2 separate regions of the Rattus norvegicus genome follow, and region 1 is linked to region 2. A link is a contact called in public Hi-C data. All regions are on one chromosome and are shown on one strand. Each heading gives the region's core, a stretch centred on a gene start, on an enhancer-like site or on the middle of the called end of the contact. The rest is flanking DNA. Distances are from core to core; before and after follow the strand shown. Region 1 holds the start of Mapk9 (mitogen-activated protein kinase 9). Region 2 holds the start of Cnot6l2 (CCR4-NOT transcription complex, subunit 6 like 2).

Region 1 (4,718 bases), core at 371-2,870, 150 kb after region 2:
GTTGGGCATTGTTAACTTGACCTAGTCATATGTGAGAAGAGAGACTCTTAACCCAGACAATGCTTCTGTAAGATTGAACTGTAGAAAAGTTTGTAAGGGCATTTTCTTCACTAATGACTGATGTGGGAGGGCCTAGCACACTGAAGGCAGTTCCATCCCTAACTTAATAAGCTGTGTTCTTCCCTTGCTTCTGCTTTGGTTCCTGCCTGCTGGTTCCTGCCTTGAGTGTCCTACTTCCTTCAATGAGGAGTGGCCTGAGAGTTGTAAGCCAAAATAAACCCTTTCATCCCCGAAGTGCTTTCTGGTCATCTTGCTTTGTCACAATATGAAAACAGAATAAAACAGAGATACTGTCTATCCCTTTCTCTATCCCACTTCTCTGTGCCTCCACCCCCCTGGCTCAGTGCTTGAAACCGGAGTCACAGATCTCTTCAAATTCTGCCGAGATTCATGGGGCCTTCTATTCTCCTGATCTTCCTATATGCAGAGCCCGATTCCCTGGCTATTCCTTGGCATCCTACTACAGCTGTACCACTTGTCAACTACTGTCAGCATTTTTCCAATCCCTTATAGGCCAGTCCTCAGCCTAACCTGTTTAGAGCTTTTCCTCAGTGCGTTCAACCTCTCTTGTCTCACTTGCAGTCTTTCGATCAAAGCTCAGAGTAGTCAGAACCCTAAATTCTGTGCTTTCCAAACGTCTTATTCACCTCAGACCTTCTGGAACCTATTTGAGAGACAGAGGGCTGTAGGAGCGTCAACAAAAGCAGCAGTGTCAAAGACCGCTGTATAGAAGCCCTTCAGCATTGGAATGACGCCCTCCTCATCCCTCTACACCAAAGCAGAAACTTGTTCCTTACAACAGTCCTCTTTAGGTCACACCCCGCCAATCCCCTCACTGACTCACCAGCGTCATGGTCACCGTTTCTCCAGCCCCCACCCTCTGGACATCTGGCTGCATCCTTGTTATGAGCCCACTCAGTGTGGCTTACGCAGCGCATCCGCCTTAGTGAACAACAAACCCCAAGGCTCTGTGGCTTGTCCTCCCTCCTCCTCCCGGGCCGTTATACTCCAGGTTCCCAATCTTGCCCAGGTCTCCTGTCTAACCCGGTTGTTTCCAGTCCTTTTACCCCCTTTTTTTCCCAGGGGAGAGCACGAACGATTATGCAGTCGAGTTTCCAGCATTTGGAGAAATCGCAGGGCCGCCTCTCCACTTGCACCTGCTGCAACAGAGCCTGACTAGGCTCCTACACTGTAGCAAAGTCACGCTTCGCCCCTCCCCAGCTCTCGCTCCTCTTGGCCCACCCTCTCCGGCGCATGCGGGTCCCCTGGCCCTGGAAGGCGGGCTCAGGAGCTGGTCCTAGATTGACTTGGATCCCTAGTCCTCTGCGCACATTGGCAGACGCGCTTATAGCAAGCAGACGGCCAGGCGGGGAGCCGCCTAGGGGGCGCCACTTTGCACTAGGGTATCCAGAGCGCGCCACTGGCCTCGCCCACACCAACCCTCAGCCACGCCCTTACTGCCCAGCCTTGGCCCACCCCCAGTCTCGATTGGCCCCGCCTGCCTAGATATCCTTGTTCTGATTGGCTGGCCTGAGAATCCGTCAGACTGAGCGCGGCGGCGGCGGCGGCGGCGGCGGCAGCTGCGGAGCTGAAGGGAACCCGACCGGAAGGGTCGCTGCGCCCCGCGCCCCTCACACCCACTGCGGCGGCGACGGGGCGGAGCAGAGCGGGGCGGGGCGGCCGGGTCCGGGTCCTGGAGCTGGGAGCCGCCAGAACGCATCGCCGCCAGCGTGCCCTCCCTCTGCCTCCGGCGCGGCGGCGCGGAGCCGAGGTGAGCCCGGCGGGCGGCTAGGCCTGGCGGGGCTGCTCGGGCCGCGAAGGCCTGGGGTGCGGGGGGTGGGCTGCTCGGCACTGCCTGGCTTTCCACGGTTCCGCAGTCGTTCTCTCTCGCCTGGTGTCTGCTGCCCAGGGCTGCAGGCCGGCTGTCTGGCCCGGGCCCAGCAGACCTGCCCGCAGGAGTCTGTGGGCGCCTTCTCTCCAGCTGTGAGGCATGCTGCTGTACTCCGCTGCATGCCCTGGAGTCTGGGCTCTGATCCCCGCGACCTTGGCGGTGACTCTGACCCTCACTGGCCCTCTGCTTTCCCCTCCGCAGTAGTGGTAAAATGTCTAGGGTTTGGTTGGGGGTTGTTATCGGGCAGTGTAACTGTCTCAAAGCACTAGGGCAGAGAAGCCTAAGGCGCACAGTTGAGGGCGTCCGAGTGGGTAAATGCTCCCTTACTGGCACGAGTGTCGTAGGAACTCTCATCCGCTTAGAGTCCTCCCCCACTTCTCCCCCCAACCCCCGCCCCAGTGCCTTGTCATTCATCTTCAGTGCCCAGCAAAGAGCCAGAGTGGGCCCTGCCCACCTCCTCTGCCACTCCCTTCCCTCCTAACAAGAAGCAGATCTCTGCTCTCCTAGCCTATTCACCTCACCTGCTTTGGACATGCCAAAAATCATTTATTTACCTCAGGACCTTTGCACTTTGACTTTTCCATGTTCGGAGTTGTCTATAAGATTTTCGCCCTGCTGTCTCTTCTCGTATCACTTCCTCCTGTGGTTCAGTGTCTTGTTATTGGCGAGGCCTGCCTTGACCACCCTTTTCCCTCGCTTAGTCATTCCCGTTCATCAGTTTAGTTTTCCTTCCAGCACTGACTCTGGTTTGATGCTATCTGATTTATAGCCCAGTTTTTGTATAGCACTGTGAATACAGGTAGTTGTCTGGTATATTGACTCTCGTCTCTAGAGTCAGATCAGTGAATGAGCAGTAAGACCATCCCTGCCTATTATCTCTGCTTTGTCCATTTTGTTGGTGACTTTTAACTTGTGAAACTTGTAAGCAAACAGACTCTTATTCTCATTTTGTGAAATGTTTTAATGTTTTTAATCTCTTTCTAGCACCTGTCAGAACAATTTGTGATTAAAAAAAATTACATTTTTGCTAAGAGTTTTGCTCGAGCTTCCTTCCACACGTTCAGGAGTTATCTACTGAATTCTGTATTATCTAGGTCATGCTTTCTGCTGGACTCTAAGGACACAAAGGAGATAGCAACAGGGTACCTTCCCCCAGAGAGTCCAGGAGCCCCGTAGACACAGACTGGCAAGCACACAGTTCTAGGACAGGATGTGACACCAGCTGTAGTGAAGGGTCTGTGCCCTAGAAATGGAGGGTGTGGGGTGGGGGTGCTGGAGGGCCTTGAGCAGGGACGGACACAGAAAGTGAAAGGGCAAGATCAACAGGGAACTTTGCTCAGCCTGTGGCCAAGAATTAGCCCTCCGAGGCAAGCGTGGCATTGTGGAGTGCTGGAGACCCCTGGAGGTCCAGAACTTCGTTCAGCCTTTTTTTAAGAGCCAGGATTCCAAGTTTGTATCCGGACTCTGATATTTTAGCGTTGGCAATAGCTAATTAAAACGAGCCATTTGGTGCCCCGCCAAATGCGGACCTCATGCAGCACCGCTAACCTCCTGAGCAGGCAGTGTGGGAGGGAGAAGCTTCGAGGAGCAGGAACAGTAGCCTGAGGCCAGAGGAGCTAGGCCCTGTTCACCCAGATACCAACCAGGTTCCACAGAGGAAGAAATGGAGGCCCACAGTGCTTCAGTAGTCTGCTTCAGCGCAGGCAGCCAGTGAGAACCTGAAACCAGATTGCCCCTCCATCTAAGGTTCTCAGCTCTCTTTGTGTTTGCCTTCCATTAGCCAATCTATAAACGTTTCTCCTCTCCTTTCAGGAGAGTCCTGCATAGTTAAAAATAATTGTTGTTTTGGGGGCATAATCTCTAGAGACCTTTTGCTTTCCTGAGGTTTCAATTTGCAGGGTCTCAGGACTTTATAATTACTCGTTAACAGATGCTTCGCTCTATCCTTTAAATAAATGGCCAGGAGTGTACTTGAATGTGTCAGTTTCAAAAGAAAAAAGGCTTAACCTTCTGTACTAAGAGAAATGCCAAACGGATTAGTTATTAATGAGTGAACCAATTTTTAAAAGCTTATTATATATAGGATAAAACAAAATCTGATTTTAAAAGAAAAGTATTAATTGGTCAGTAGGGCTGCTATTTTTGACTAAATATGAAGTTATCTTTTACACCTGGCTAGGAAGGCGGCAATTTTATTTTAAAAACAATAATTCTTAATGGTTTGTACTTGGCCACCGTGTGAGTTGGATTTCAACAGCAGCGTTTAGTTGTTTGTGATGGGGACTTTCAGATTTGTTATAAAGTGGATGGCTTTACCAGCGTCTACACGTTTTAACTATGGCAGTCTCTTTTCATCCCTGATCTCAGAGCATGTAAACTCTCCTCACGTTGTGTTGAAGCAGATCCTTGACATCCCGTCATTCTGTCCATGAACTTTTTAGTCTATTTCGCTAAAACAAACAAACAAACAAACAAGGTTCTCTTAAAATTTTAAAAGCAGCCATTCTTTCATAGCATCAAGTAACCAGTCAAAACTTGAATATCTAAGTGTCTTGTGTATCTTACAGTTTTTGTAATCATTTGAAGTTTTTGTTGTGATTATTGGTTGATGTCTTTTCAGTTCTCTCTGTTGGCTTTTATCTTTTGGTGCTTATTGTTTTGGGGTTGTACGTTTGTTTCTTCTTTCAGATATGGCTTCCCACTCACTATGTAGCCTCAAATCCACTGTAATCCTCCTCTCTCAGCCTCTCGTGTGCTAGAATTATAG
Region 2 (5,364 bases), core at 268-2,767:
AGTATTCCTAAACAGCCTGGCTGCTTTGATTCCAGTGTGTGTGCTGGTTGACTGCTCCAATTAAACTCTCTAGCCTGTCTGAGCTCTAGGAAGCAAAGTCCACAAACCTCAAGTTTCATGCGTCTCATTTCAGGGCTTTCACTGTTTTGGCTGCTTTTCACATCTTCTAAAACTCCAACATTCTGAATTGGCATGACCCTATATTACAGAGTGATTGGGCAGTTTTCAAGCCCATCACAAAAGGAGCCACAGACACTATATCCAAGTCAAAAAAACAGTCACTACCTGTATTATTCCAAATATGACTTCAATTTTACTTGCATGGTCTTTATTCCCCCACACTGATGCCTAGTTATCTTTAAAACTTTATTTCTTGTTTAAAAAAAAAAAAACAGACTCTCCTTTGCTAAAAGGAAACAAAGCTCAGCAAAGTCCTTCAAAATCTAGGCTAGACAGACCTCTTGTACAGATGCTCTCAACTCACTCCCACTGTTCCAGTAACATCGTATGGTGGCTGACCTTACCCCCAAACCTGATACCTCAGTCTGATCACTGTCCCCTTTGTTTACAATGCTCCCCTTCTCCAACTTGGCAAGCTTCCACTCAGTGTCACTTTTCTTTAAACTGGCACCGCACCCTCATCCATAAGTTTCATCATTCTTCTGTTCCTTGAAGCACTTGTACACCATATTTCTATGCAGAACAGGAAGGCAGAACTGGACACAGTCATCTCTGGGTTCCCATCATCTATCTCAGGACTATCAAAAGCTATTCCTCAGGGTGCAATTCATCCAAAATATCCACATGGACAACAGAAAAGTAAAGCCCAAAGGGTAAGGCGGCCTGAATCAGCCTCTACCTTAGATTCAAATAATCATTCTTTCCTTCCTTCCTTCCTTCCTTAAACACCAAACTCTACTACACTCCACTGTACTCACAAGTACACGTTATACATATAGTTACACTTGGGTTTAGTCAACACTTTTCAAGTAGTGTTTATTAATCTCATTTCCTTGTAACACGGCCACCTTAGCCTGAATAAGAGGGACAGATAAGAAAAACTGTATATTGTGTAAAAGCTAAAAGGTTTAAAAAATTAACAGAACTTTCTTCTCCATGACAAAAGTATAGTGTGTGTGTGTGTATTATACATTTTTAGATGAAAATGTAGACATTTTCAGAGTGCTAAAACAGAAGCGTGAGCTTCCTAGCCAGTGGACCTTTCTCAGAACAGAGTTACATGTATACTGAAGATATTGATCTCTTACCATGTAAGGACCAAAGGATACTTCATTTACTCCAGTATGCCTTACATATGTCGTCCTTCTAGGATGCACTGAATGAAAAACTTAAACATGGTGCTGTACACCTTTAACCTCAGCATCCCAGAGGCAGAAACAGGAGGATCTGAGTTCAAGGTCAGCCTATTCTACAAAAAAAGGTTCCAGGCCAGCAGGAACTATATTTTAAGACCCATATTTTTGTTTTGTTTTGTTTTGTTTTAAAAAAAAGTTAACATGGGTTCAGTGGGATGTTTAAACATTAACCAAAATACTACGTGCATAGTGGGCAATTTCCTATAATGCCTTTATTTGCAGTCAGGACAAAGTTCCATATATCAACTTGTCTGTTCAAAACAAAACAAAACAAACAAAACAAAACAAAACAAACAAACAAAAAAAAAAAACCCTGAAATTTCCCAGCAGCCATAATACATCTGAAATTATACAAGGATTGTTCAAGAATTCTCCAGCCACACTAGAAAATGTCTGCCACATACTTTTTGTCTATGTTTGCAACACCCTGTGCACCTACTGAGAAATGGCTACACTGACATACTTTAAGTAATATCTACCCGTTAAAAACACTCCCCTTCCTTCTCCAAAACCCAAATACTTAGCAACTATATCACCCTTCATAACTGCAATATCCTGATCCTATCCTTAGAAACGGTGTCAGAGAATTAGACTAGACCACTGGCTCCGAGTTCATTTTAATTCTAAAATGTATTCTAAAACGCGCCAACTTCAAAAGACTGGCAGCAATTACAAAAAAAAGCAAACGATGCCTTGTTTTGAGCAGCATACAGAACGGTTGTGGAACGGTGGAGAAGTCTAGGGAAGTGTAGAAGAGACAGTGCTCGCACACACCGGATTGTTTTTTCATTTAGTCTCCAAAGTTAAAATTCCAAACACAGGCAGAGAAGAATTTAGACCTAGCAGGATCAGGCAATCTACCTGTAAAACAGGTTTACCTGTACTCAAATTGAGGCAAATTTAAACACAGTAACAAGTTGGCCCGTTCACAATGTCCTCACTTGCAGGAATAGTTAAAAGTAAAGAATTACAGTTGCTTATGAGCAGTCTCTAAAAACCGATGTCCGGGTAGAAAGAGTCGGGGGGCGGGGGGGGGGGGATATTTGTAAAAATGTTACCAAAGAAAATAACCACTGGCTTTGAAACATGAAAAGGCTAGGTCCGCTTTGGTTTAAACTAGGGAAAATTTTTCTTCGAGAAATTAGTACTTGAGTCCCGAGTCCAATAATCTCTACAGCTGATAATCACTTCTTTGGCCACGTAATCCGCCCCGCCCCTAACAATATCTGCGTTAAATTGACTTTAAACACTTTAGGAGGAAACGGGTGAGCATTAAGAGCGTCCACTGAGTGCCAAGTTCCACGCCGCACAGTGCGCCACCCCGCACAGCCACTTCTCCAAAGTTGCCACCGGTTCCTAGCTCCTAGTCCCCGCACACCAGCACCTCTCTTGGGGCGCGTGACCGGAGCCGGGGGTCCGAAAAGCCAGGGCTCACGCCACCGCCCTCGGTACGCCGCCACACTGCCGTCAATCAACACTCCTGCCCCCCCCCACCCTCCGACCCAGGCCGAGCCCCGGGACTCCGCGCGGGGGCGCGGCCCGGGGACCGACCGGACCGCGATCGCTGTGTCAAGGAGGGGGACGGACAGACGTCACTCGGAGAGCTACTAAGTTGTGCGCGAGTGCGCGCTCGGGGTCCCCAGGGCACGACCCCTGGGGGATGGGGGAGCGCAGGCGGCAGAGCCTCGGCGGGACGTCGCTCGGGCCCGTCGCGCTCACCTCTCGAGCTGCGCCGCCTTCCTCCGCCGCTGCCGCCGCCTCCTCCCGGTGAGTGCAGCGGGGTCTGCCCTGTGGAACCACCATACCAGTCCCGCCCGCTGCTGCAGCGCCGCCGCCGCCACTCCTCAGCCGCCTCAGCCGCCGCTCTTTGTTCCCCCTCCTCAGCCGCCGCTCCTCAGCCGCCCGCCTCGGCCGCCCGGACCCCACGAGCCGCCGCTACGCTCTGCCGCCCTCTCGGACCCCGGCCTCGCCCTCCTCGCCGCGCCGGCCGCCGCCTTCGCCTCCGCGCCGTCGACGCCGCCGCCACCGACGCCGACGCCTCCTCTTCCGCGCCCCCCTCGTTTTCATTGAAAGCAAACAAGCATCATGGCGGCGGCCGCCGTCCCCCTCCCACCCCAGCCAGCGAGCGCCCCGCTCACCGCCGTCTCTCCAACATCCCGGCTTCCTATTGGCTGACGCTGCTGGACGCGACCATCCCGCGTCGGGTGGGGGGGTGACTCCTCGCAGCTCGACGCTTTAGCCCCGTCTACGTTCCCCCGCGTCTCAGAGTAGTGAGCCGGCCCGGCGCGCTCCTGCCCGCCCTCCCAGCCTCTCTTCCCGCTCTCTCTGCGCCTATGCTTCTCCGCGCCTTCTATTTCCTCTCCTAAAGCTGTTCTTCCACGGTTCAGTTGCTCCTTTTCTTTCTCGTCCACTTTTATATCCACTTTACCATTGATTTTCCCCCTCCTCTTGATTCACTTTTTTCTTCCTTGGCCTGTCAATCACAGATAAAATTCTCAGTCGGTTAACCCTGTCCAGTATCTTGATCTGCCGAGAGACAAAACTTTAAATTTTCAATAGTCAACTATTGTTCCTGCCCTAACTATGCAGAAAAAAAAAATTAACAGGCAGTTTTTGATAATGGAGTCCTAATTTAAGTAACGAATCATAGCTGCATTCAAAGGCTAACACAGTCTATTCATGACAAACTGTGTTTTCAGGTAAACTGGAAAAGGAATGGGCTGATTAATGATACTAACATCAGGAAAAAGTAGCTGACTGGTATTCTGGACACAGGGATTAATCCAGCTCCACCTTGTCGAGTCATAGTGTATGGGCAAGAGTAACACCCAACAGACTTAAAATACACCGGCACTATAGACTGACGGGTTCAGCGTGAAGGAAAAGAGCTGCCCCTACCTCCATGGGGCAGATCAGCCCAAAAGCTGAGCGTGAAATGGTTTCCAGGAACTAACAAGGAAAAAATAAGTGCATGTCTCTCACAGAAGTCCATCAGGAATGAGTTCCAGGATGTGGGAACTGCAAGGCTGTTGCCTAAGGCAGGAGAGAACTGGGCAAGCAAAACACTGAGGGACAAAAGGCCTTCCAAGAACCAGATGTTCTGTTCAAGGCAGTTTGTGTTTGCCTGGCCCCAGCATTGCCTTGAGATCACCCACTGCCTACCGTTTGCCAGGATAGCAGTGTCAGTCTAGGCTTCTGGTGCCATGAGACACTGGAAAAGTTAAGGCAATGGAAACACCCATCATACGTGAGGAATTAGTAAGGACAGGCGCAGATGATCTACCTGAAGATATATGAGCTACCTGAAGCCCTGACCTATGCAGGTCAATCAGTGCCTATTTTATACAAAGAGTACAACCAGGCTGAGGGGCCAAGGGTGTAGACATCCTGCTGGGCTGTTCCCATTCCAGTGCTGTGCCCTGGGAACCTGTGCTCCAGCCTAGAGAAGAGGGTGTCTTTTTGCAACTCATCTGCCCAAGGGGAGCTGCACTTTTGAGAGTGACTGTAGGCCTCCAGAGGAGCCTCGTTATGTAACAAAAAACCTTAGCCTCATTAAGCAACAATTCTATTATAATTCAGAAGTCAGATACTTAGACAGTTCTACTGGTCTCACTTGTGGTCTTTCATGCCAGTGCCTCACAGAGGTGTTGAATGATGGATATCTGGCACATTTGTATCCCTTAACCAAGCTCCTCCATCTATGTTGGGAGTGCTTCCTTTTACCTTTGTGGATGATCTTCTCCAGTTGGAGGTCATTCTGGATCACTATCCGGGCAACTCAGGGATCTAAGGGAAAAGAAAAAGAGTCACTCAAGTCTTCTTTCTCTGTATTCCATTCGCCAGGCACGCACAAGCACAGCGTGGATTTAAGAGAGGAGACAAGCCAAGGAGCAGTTGTGCACGCACATAGCCCGGTGCACCTATTCAGCACCATTGAGGTAGACTAGCCCTGCAAAGACTGGGGTCCCCAAGAATGCATGGTATTGCT

What was found. Hi-C and Micro-C count contacts between places; a contact is called where the count stands out from the background.
Region 1: a contact with region 2 is called in a Hi-C map of mammary epithelial cells, with 1.8 times the contacts expected there. The contact joins the promoter of Mapk9 here to the promoter of Cnot6l2 in region 2. A contact is called at or near these places in 3 of 12 Hi-C or Micro-C datasets (Schwann cells, kidney and mammary epithelial cells) and 1 of 1 datasets of contacts at active chromatin or transcription factors (oligodendrocytes).

What each region holds. Positions count from the first base shown.
Region 1 is chr10:34,669,153-34,673,870 of GRCr8, forward strand. Mapk9 (mitogen-activated protein kinase 9) reads left to right here and starts at 1,621. Exons shown (of 12, transcript NM_017322.2): 1 at 1,621-1,831.
Region 2 is chr10:34,519,251-34,524,614 of GRCr8, forward strand. Cnot6l2 (CCR4-NOT transcription complex, subunit 6 like 2) reads left to right here and starts at 1,518. Exons shown (of 3, transcript XM_063270031.1): 1 at 1,518-1,526; 2 at 2,744-5,364. The coding sequence starts at 1,518. The coding sequence ends at 3,592. It overlaps Cnot6 (CCR4-NOT transcription complex, subunit 6), which reads right to left. Exons shown (of 13, transcript NM_001393878.1): 2 at 5,100-5,162.